Linked DNA regions of Mus musculus: all the other regions are linked to region 2. A link is a contact called in public promoter capture Hi-C data. All regions are on one chromosome and are shown on one strand. Each heading gives the region's core, a stretch centred on a gene start, on an enhancer-like site or on the middle of the called end of the contact. The rest is flanking DNA. Distances are from core to core; before and after follow the strand shown.

Evidence for each region. Promoter capture Hi-C pulls out the DNA fragments that hold promoters and counts their contacts.
Region 1: a promoter capture Hi-C map of stem cell-derived epiblast-like cells shows a contact between it and region 2, with 2.7 times the contacts expected there. The contact joins the promoter of Nhlh2 here to the promoter of Ttf2 in region 2. A contact is called at or near these places in 4 of 39 promoter capture datasets (hippocampal neurons, liver and stem cell-derived epiblast-like cells).
Region 3: a contact with region 2 is called in a promoter capture Hi-C map of pre-B cells, with 2.6 times the contacts expected there. The contact joins the promoter of Tspan2 here to the promoter of Ttf2 in region 2. A contact is called at or near these places in 2 of 39 promoter capture datasets (liver and pre-B cells) and 1 of 115 datasets of contacts at active chromatin or transcription factors (embryonic forebrain).

Annotation. Positions count from the first base shown.
Region 1 is chr3:102,008,447-102,011,510 of GRCm38.p6, forward strand. Nhlh2 (nescient helix loop helix 2) reads left to right here and starts at 1,699. Exons shown (of 3, transcript NM_178777.3): 1 at 1,699-1,879; 2 at 2,289-2,613.
Region 2 is chr3:100,968,033-100,971,331 of GRCm38.p6, forward strand. Ttf2 (transcription termination factor, RNA polymerase II) reads right to left here and starts at 1,631. Exons shown (of 23, transcript NM_001013026.2): 1 at 1,588-1,631; 2 at 1,401-1,503. The coding sequence starts at 1,615.
Region 3 is chr3:102,733,240-102,736,471 of GRCm38.p6, forward strand. It overlaps Tspan2 (tetraspanin 2), which reads left to right and starts at 1,531. Exons shown (of 8, transcript NM_027533.3): 1 at 1,531-1,826. The coding sequence starts at 1,758. It overlaps Tspan2os (tetraspanin 2, opposite strand), which reads right to left and starts at 2,178. Exons shown (of 4, transcript NR_040588.1): 1 at 1,989-2,178.

The DNA.
Region 1 (3,064 bases), core at 449-2,948, 1.0 Mb after region 2:
GAGACATGAGTATCTGAGGGTGCGCATCTGTGTGTACATCTCTGTTGTGTGTTAGTGCTTAGTGTTGGCTGCTGCTAGCCAGGCTGGGAAACCTTCCTCTCTCCCACATCGTCACTCCTGGCTCCCACCAGCCCTGCAGGGAAGGGGCTTCTCTGCTTGCCCATCTCTATGCTTGGGGATACCTGGGTTGAGCAGAGGTGAGGCTGAGCAGCACTGGTACCATATTCCCTTCTTTCCCTCTACCCTGCCTATTCTGGCCCATTACCCTCCTGGAGCTGATGTGAACAAAGGCAAACAATATACATCACAGCCATGAGGAACCCAGAGGGCCACTCTCTAGGTGGGTAGCTCTACAGCCCTCCCCTGAGGACAATACCTCTTTATAGGACAAAGGTGATTATGAAGAGAAAGTGAAGGTTCTCCTCTCCACAAAAACTCACCTAGGAACAGGGAGACAGGAGGTTGGCTATTATTCTCTCATTTCCTCTAAGCTTAATCAATCTAAAAAAAAATAGTATTTGGGTGTGATGGTACATGCCTTTAATCCCAACACATGAGAAGCAGAAACAAGCATATCTCTATGAGTTTGAGGTCAGCCTGGTCTCCATGGTGAGGGTCAGGCCAGCCAGGGCTGCATAGTGAGACCTTGTCAAAAATACCAAAAAGAAAGAAAGACAGGAAGGAAGAAAGGAAGGAAGATAGACAGAAAGAAGACAGAATTAGTGGTATCACTGGCAATGTGTAAATAATAGCAAATAATATATAATTGATAGTGACTAACAGTAAATTTCCCTTAATTTTGTAAAACACATAAATTTGGGACTGGAGGTCATCTTAGGCAAAGGCATTGCATGCTAGAATACTTAATATTTACATTTTAGCACAATTACATTGCCACCCAGCTAAATATATTCACTCACGTGTTAGGATGGGCAAGAATAAAGTACTGTCTTTGCACATACTGTGTGTCATATTTTACAGCGAATAATGAACATGAGTAAATGGGTAAAGAAAAAGAAAACCAAACATAACTCAAAAAGTAGAATTATCTAGTGGTCTCTAACTACTTGGATTCTGCTCCTAATTCCACCAATGATTTAAACTAATGTGTCAAACGTCCTTTAAAATATCATCTATTAATAAGCTGGTCTCATAGTAGAACCTTTCTCCAAAACATCCATATGCTTAAATAATCATGATTAAAGCATCCTCTAAAAGACACTTCACTTTACATAAATGTTAGCATTGCCTGTCTGGATCGTTCACCTTAATTACAGTGTCATAGACAGAATATGCTTTCATGTGCCCAGCACAACTATTTTTCTAACTATTGATTTAAAAAAATGCTGGCTCACAAAATGCCAGAGGAATTTTCCATGTTCATATAGTGTCTACTTGCACTTAAATATTGCATCAATAATCTGAAAACAAGGAACCGCCTGTGTGGCCAGACGCTGTAGATGCTATGGCTTCTATCATGGGCTGCTTTCAACTGCTATATTTTATGGCACAGATTCAGTGGGAATCTGATCTGCTAAAATATTTGGGCTGTGAAAACTCCCACACTGTGACAGATGTCAAGTCCAATTAAGTGACTCGTGTCCAGGTTTCTGTCCAATAGGATTTCCCATTAAATATCAATTTAGGGGGAAAAAATTCCATCCCCCTTCTTAAGCCTTTATCTCTTCCACCATCTCCAGGCTAAATCAATTGGTACCAGAAGAGCCAAGAAGCCACACAGGCAGCTGCCTCTCCTCTCTGGCTCTCCCAAGCTCCCCTTTCTCTGCTTCCCTGTCACTGTTACTCCAGAAGACGTCCACTTCTCTCCAATCTCTCTCCAGCATCTCCAAGCTACTGACTATATACATTTCACCACAAGGTAAAGAGGGGAGGGAGTGGGGTAGGGTAGGGGGTGTAACCAAACCTTGAAAGACTTTGAAACTGCAAAATTGGCGTCTGCTTATACAACACAGAAGTAGATGAGGGACAAGACAGAGGCAACCTTAAGCCCTAGTTACTGTATTGTTGTTCCTGGGAACTGGGGAGACACCGGCTGAACAAAGCATTATCTTGAAGAAGAAGAGAAAAATCACTTCTGAGCCCCTTCCATCCCTGACCGCACTTCCCAGTTTCGCCCCAGCCCGATTAAGGGAAGGGAAGGAGTCCTCAAGGAATGGAATTTTATCTTAACCATCTTTCTTATTGATTATTCTGCTATTAGAAAGTGGAGGAATCGTCCCTTTGATGTGATTGTTTTTATCTCAGCATCTCTTTTGTTATTTATACAGCCCTTTGAGTGGGGAGGCGTGAGGTTTCAACACTTCGACTTATAAAGATCAACAACGAATTTTCCTGAAATGTTTAAGAACAGTTAAAAACAAACCAACAAACAAACAAACGGGCGTTTTCAATCCATCAACTAAGTGAACAACCATACACCCGCTAAGACACCGCCGCTCGTTGTGGTGGTCGGCGAGATGACAGCTGCTTTTTCATCTGCGAATGTAATAAATATTGGCTGCTTTTAATATTTGCCAGGATCTCTCCTCCTTGTTTCCTGGAATTTTAACTCTAAAAGATTGACGAAAAGATTATCGACAGGGCTCTTGCAAGGTAAGACATCTTCACGTCTCTTTTTCTTTAGATTAAGTTGAGTCATATTGTATTTTATAGATGTATTCCTCACACATGGTCATAGACTTAAATGCCCACGAGAAATACCATTTATGACTATTTAAATATCTGGAGGATTTAAACGCGTGGGGGGACAGCCCGGGAACTTTTTGTCCGATCTGTAACTATGTCGTGGTTTGCTATGATTTTTCTCCCTGTGTATTTCTACCTCTTCACGCCAACTGCGTAGGTGTGAGTTGTTTCACTTATAAACGTAGAGAAAAGCCTGGGGGGCGGGGGGAGCAGCATGCAGTTCGTTTGGTTCATTTATTGTTATTCTGAGGATCCGTTTTCCTTGCACGGAAAGCTGTTTCTGAGCTCAGGTCTCTCCTGGGCAAATTCGAGGCCAGGAGCCGAACCTACATCCCCTCCCTGGCTTTTGTTTCTCTGA
Region 2 (3,299 bases), core at 381-2,880:
TACACCAAGTACATGCTGGGCCTTCAGAGGCCAGAAGTGGGCACCCGATCCCCTGGAACTGAAGTTATAGACATTTGACAGCCCCTAAGTGGGTGCTGGAAATTGAAGCTAGGGCCTCTGGAAGAACAGCCAGTGCTCTTAAAGGTTGGCCCATCTCTCCAGTCCACAAGAACATTTCTTTTAATGTTGAAACAAACCTAAGACCAACATTGATGCACAATTCCTATAAACATGAGCACACATGTGTCTTAAAACATTTGAGCAGGGTACCAAATCTCAGTATATTTAGAAACATTATCTATATAATATTTCTAGAAATAAATAGTAAATTCTGGTACAAAGTGGAGACACAAATCATACAAGTTATTCCAGTACTACTATTCATTAGTATATTACTAATATTCATTAGTATATTAGTATAGCTATGATACTGAAAAAAAAATAACCATGCTCTACAAAGTCCAGCTGAATAGAGAGCAGGGAGAAATGTTAAATGACACCACAGTGTAATTTCACTTCGAGAATGTCAACACCCGGTATGTTAAGATTGTCACACTTGCCGGGCGGTGGTGGCGCACGACTTTAATCCCAGCACTTGGGAGGCAGAGGCAGGCGGATTTCTGAGTTCGAGGCCAGCCTGGTCTACAGAGTGAGTTCCAGGACAGCCAGGGCTATACAGAGAAACCCTGTCTGGGAAAAAAAAAAAAAAAAAAAAAGATTGTCACACTTGACTTTCCTCACTTTAGACAAGATGCTTGAGGTTTCTAGGTCTCAGCTTTCACATCTGCAGAACCTGCGATCCACATCAACCTCTGATGTTTCTTTCAGCACTAACTCCCTACAGCAGCGGTTCTCAACCTTCCTAATACCCGTTACAACAGTTATGGTGACCCCAATCATAAAATCATTCCCATTGCTACTTTATAACTGTAATTTTTGCCGTTTTGAATCGCAATGTAAAAATATCTGATTTGCAGGATAACTGAAATGCAACCCCTGTGAAAGCGTCCTTAGATCCTGAAGGTCGTGACCCGCAGGTTGAGAAACACTGCCCTAAAGACTCTGGCTCTCTCTGGGTTGTTAACGTCATGCCACTAGATGAAGGAGAAAAGCTTGTGTCTAATTAACATGTTTTAACCTTAAACGTAAAATTTAAATGGCGACCTAAAATTGGTACAAGACTAGCAAATTAATTCCCATGTCCACTGTTTGTTTACACTTTTTAGAGGGAGCAGAAAGGATGCCGGGGCAAAGGGGAGTGGCTAAGTAAGGCCAGACAGGTGCCTAGAAACTTGAAGCAGACTCTAGAAGGATCGGAGTGTGGGTGAGTCCGCGTCCCAAGGCAGCTGAAGTGACCAGGCTGGGTCACTCCGTGTAACCGGGCCGGGCTGGAGACTCACTCGGTGGCCTGCACGAAGCCGCATGTGTTCGTCCGGCACACGTAGAAGCTCTTTCCCTTATTCGGGCCATCGCGGACGCCGGTCTTTAAGAAGCAGGCGTCCCCTGAGGAAACAAGAAGGTCAGCATCGGCCACTCCAAGCCAGTCCCACAGTCCCCGGGAGGGAAATCCCGAGACTGAGGCCTTACCGTGCTCCGGACACTTAACCAGGTCCATACCGCAGCCAGGAAGCCCTGGCCCGCCGGGTTTCCGTCTTTGACTCCGCCCCGTCCCGCCCACCACAACACTCCACCAATCAAGCGGGAGAGTCTCTCACTTTCAACCAATTACAGTCTCCCTCAGGCTTGGCGCGCTCTGAAATCAAACTTGGAGTGAGGAGGCGTGGCTGAGCTCCAGTGAGGACGCCGGCATGCTCCCTGGCTTGGGGAAAGCAGGACTTGGAGAGAAGTGGACGAGGCTGAGCTTGGGAGACTCCAGAGGAACCACTAGACCCAGAGGGAGCCAGAGCCGCTTGCCTGCTCGGGAAGCAGCCACTGTGGGCGGGAACACTTCAACTTGAGGCGGCCAAAAGGCGGGAGCATCCCTTAAAACTTTGGGAATCTACTGCATAGTCTGTAATAAGCACAAAGACTCCCTTAGGACCCCGGGCAACCTTTAAATGAGTGCAGGGCGTCCACGGGGTCACCAAAGATTGAACATCTGCACAGATCTCAGTTCCAGGTTCCGCGCTCTTTGAGTCTTAGGCTGCCTTCCCCTGGTGAGGTTCTAAGGACCGCCTGGTGTGGACGCCCTGGGTCTGAGAGAAGAACCTGAGGGCAATACAAGACCTTGCGTGCTTACTAATTTTACATTGTGTGTTTTGCATTGTCAAACCTTTTGAACTTATTTTGCATTTGTACTTTTAAAAAACCGAGAGTGACGCATGGTGGCGCACGCCTTTAATCCCAGCACTTGGAAGGCAGAGGCAGGCAGATTTCTGAGTTCAATGCCAGTCTGGTCTACAAAGTGAGTTCCAGGACAGCCAGGGCTACACAGAGAAACCCTGTCTCGAAAAACCAAAAAGAAAAAAAAAAAGAAAGAAAAGGAAAGGAAAGAACTTGTAATGGATTCTTTCAGTGAGCAGAAGGTGAGGAATGACTATCGGAGCTTGGCTGCAATAGCCATGACTTCATATTTCAGCAGTTGAAGATCATGTGTCTTGGAGTGGCACACACAACTGCTATGAGGACAGAAAAGCTGCAATGTCTAAGAAGTCTGGGCTATATGGAGGCTGTAAATGTTTTAGGAGTTCAGAGTCCAGACAGTCCCGAGGTATCATTTATGAATTAAGCAGTTCTTACTAAATAGCTTTTTTGGTGTCCCAAGAGGAGTAGGTGTTTGAGAAATATAAAGTTCATTTAATGCATACATTTAAAGCAACTGTTCTAACCACAAGGGGCTTACTGAGTGGAAGAAGCTGAACTAGCCTCTACCTAATGCTTAAATAAATATAAAATAGTATATAAATGTCAAGATGAATGGAGTCAGCAGCAAACCCCGGAGAGCTTGAGAGAGAGATGAATTTCCAAGTGCACGCAGTGTGGCACGCCCCACCCCAGTTCTCCAGTGAAAGTTTATACAAACAGATTTTCTTTATTCCTAGATTGCAATTCCAAGATCTGTATTATATGCATGTGAAGTGGATACCATCTGAGGAGGTGGAGACCACAAACACTAAGGTTTGGGGAAAGAGGACCACGGTGATTCTTGTAGTGAGAATTTTGGTTTCTTTAAAAAAACACAGAAATATAAAGAATGTTTTGTTTGTTTGTTTGTTTGTTTTAACCCCAGGTGGGGCTGCTTCAGATTGTCCACAGCAGCTGACTGTAATTTGCCTCATGCTCTAACAGGGGTGTGGTTT
Region 3 (3,232 bases), core at 281-2,780, 1.8 Mb after region 2:
TTTGTCTCCAGTTCACTGTTACTACCAGAAGCAGCACTTTCATTTGCCTTCTCAGTTTCATAAATAAAATTCACTAGCTTTTCAAAGATGGAAATATGCCTGACTGTAACACGGAAGAAATTGAATGAATGGTTGGTGAGGTCCTGGCTACCTTATATCATAATCTCATGTGCCTCACTGATCTCACTGTACATATATTAACTCCTTAATCTTCACAACTCTTTTGAAGCAGGTTGTACAATCTCCATACTGAGATGGGAAAGAGAGGCCCCAAGATAATGGGGTAATGTGTCACATTAGTCAAGTGCCTGCCCTCTGTGATTTGTTCTGGTGAGCTCCTGACTCCCCTCACCTTGGCCATCTCTCTGACTCCTGCTCCCAGGCTAGGTTGTACTTCCTCTGCTTCCTCCCCTGACCCCCTGCTCTCTCTACTGGCACCTTTTTGTTTGTTTGGTTTTGGTTTTTTGAGACAGGGTTTCTCTGTATAGCCCTGGCTATCCTGGAACTCACTCTGTAGACCAGGCTGGCCTCAAACTCAGAAATCTGCCTGCCTCTGCCTCCCAAGAGCTGGGATTAAAGGCGTGAACAACCACTGCCCAGCTACTGACACCTATTTTACAAATTAGGATCAGGTCCAGTCTTCTTGAAAAGCCTTCCTTAGTCAAGGCAGAAGCAGTCTCTTGCCCAGCTCCTAGCCCACCCACCTCACCTTGTTCCAAAAATTTGCTTACAGATCTGTGCCCTCCAGTAAAGATGTGATAGCAAGCCTGGCATTCTTCTGGTGTCCCCAGGGCTTGCTACTATGCCTGGCCTATAATTGGCACTTAGAGTGTTGCTAAATTAATGCACAAGCTCCCTGATTTTACACTTTCCTGTCTCCCCCGTGCCGTCTGACACCACATATTGTAGACACTTAGTCAACTGAAGTGAATGCCCGATTCTTCACCAGTCGCCTAGCTTAATAAAAACAAAGCAAAACAGAACTCGCTCCCTTTCCCTGATCTACACATCTCAGTCTAGACCCTAAGAATCTGGACTTCTTTCAAGGCCCCCGATCTATCAAACCTAGCAGGATGTGAGTGAGAGGTCTGACTCCCTTTCCCTGATCTGGTGGGCTGGACTGGGCAGGGTGGGAAGCAGTGTCAGGGCCCAGGGCCTCCGCCTGGCGCGCCTACTCCCAGTTCTTGCCTATTAAGGTAACAGTCCTCTAGGAACGCAGCGGCAGGAGGGAGGGTCCCCAGCAGCGGCCTCCGCCCGCGGCCTGGGCGCTTGCAGGACTCTGCTTAACTGCAGCCCTGGACACTCTGCCTGGCGCCTCACCACAGAGTCTCTACCGGCTTCACCGATCCTATTAGCTTTACCATCTGAAGTCACCTCCCTAGGTTTCCATAGACACGCAGGATAACTTCAACCATCATCGAGGGCCTCAAGGGAGTCTGGGCACCCGGCACTGATTAAATGGACCCCGCGTTCCGGGTGGGCGCACATATGCTCGGATAGCTACAGGAGCCCAAGCCCACCAGCGTGGACGAAGGTGGTGCTACCTCCAAGGGCCGGAGCGGGTGCGTGGGACCGGGATCTCCACCCCAGGGCGCCCCAGCCACAGCCAGCTGGCCGCTCGCGACCAAATCCCCGCCCGCAGACCACGCCCACAGGTCACGCCCCTCCCAACCCGCCCCGCCCCTCCACCGGCGCCCGCCGCTCCCGGGGCTCGGCGCGGGCCTGGGGAATCGGGAGCCCGCCGCCGGGGTCGCAGCATGGGGCGTTTTCGCGGGGGCCTGCGGTGCATCAAGTATCTGCTGCTCGGCTTCAACCTGCTGTTCTGGGTGAGACCCGAACCGGCGGGCCGGTTAGGGGGCCAGGGTCCCCGGGGAGGTGACCGCAATAGAGTTGGGCCATAGGAGAGGGCAGGATGTTCAGAGGCGCTAAGCAGACAAAGAGGGAGGGGACATATGGAGGGGGATAGGACATAGAGAAGCTTGAGCTACCAGAGGTGATGAGAAGAGGAGACACGGTGCGATGCTCCCCCGAAAGAAGCCATCATCTTCGGCGGCATCGCCCGGCGGGTGGCGCCAGGTGCGGGGATCTAGCGGGCCCCAATATTCCGAGGGCTGGGGGCCTGGCGGCCCGTGCTCCCTGCATCCTGCTGTGTACACACACCCACTTCTCGCGCTGCCTTCTCTGGGGAACCCGGCGGCCGGGCCAAGGCTCTGGGAGGGAAATCCCTACCGTAGGGCTGCCTGGGGTGGCGCCCCAACCAAGAGTGTGCGGACACGCCGCCTGGCTCTGGTGGTTTGTTGGGAAAATAACGGACAGTAGAGAAAATTGAAAGAGTGGGGAAGATCGTCCTTTTCTTGGGCATTGGCGGGGGGGGGGGTCTTCTGGGTGGGCAGTGGTGGGTGCTCTTTTACGAGGGGTTGGAAAATGGAGGGATTTTGGAAGAGCAGCAACATCCCCCTAGGGTCCCTGCGTACAACCAGTACTCTTGAAATGATCTCATTCAACTTTGCAGGGTGGTGTAGACCTGGCAGCATTCCCTGGGTAGAGATGCATAGAGACAGCCAGAGAGAGTGCCATGGCCCCAGTCTACTGTGTTAGCAGGGCATAGTTAGAGGTGTACCATCCCTGGAATACTCTCTCCCGAGCCCTGGAAAACGGTCAGAGGCCCATTCTGCACAGTCCCTATTGGCCTTCCAGTAACAGAATGCCAGCCAGTGTAGCTGCTCAGATAGACCCTGAGGGAAGACACGAGTCTCGCTTCAGGGGATGTGGGTAACTGCAGGAGCAGAGATGCTTTGGGATGCTTTGAAACCACTGGACTGGCCGCGATGGTTGTCCCATCTGCTCTGAGGAGGCTGGATGGACGATAAGTAATAAATTATTGAACGATGGGCCTCACTTGTGACTACCAACCCATCAGCCCTGAAGCCTGGGTGACTCCAGCAACTCTAAGCTCTTCAGAGACTGCGTGGCCATGACCAACACTGGCTAGCAATGGACAGTCTGGAGGCAGTACCTGGGGACATCCCCTGTATTTTAAAAATACATATAGACTTTGTACAACTTGGCTTTTACACCCATCACACTCCAGGAAGAAGACTTTCTGAGCGCCCTTGTGCTGTATTGTTTGTTTGTTTGTTTGTTTGTTTGTTTGTTTATAAGTCTGGCTTAATTTCGAAGGCTGTTAATTATAGGTGCCATGTTGCAGTGACACCCGTTACTCTCACTGCTT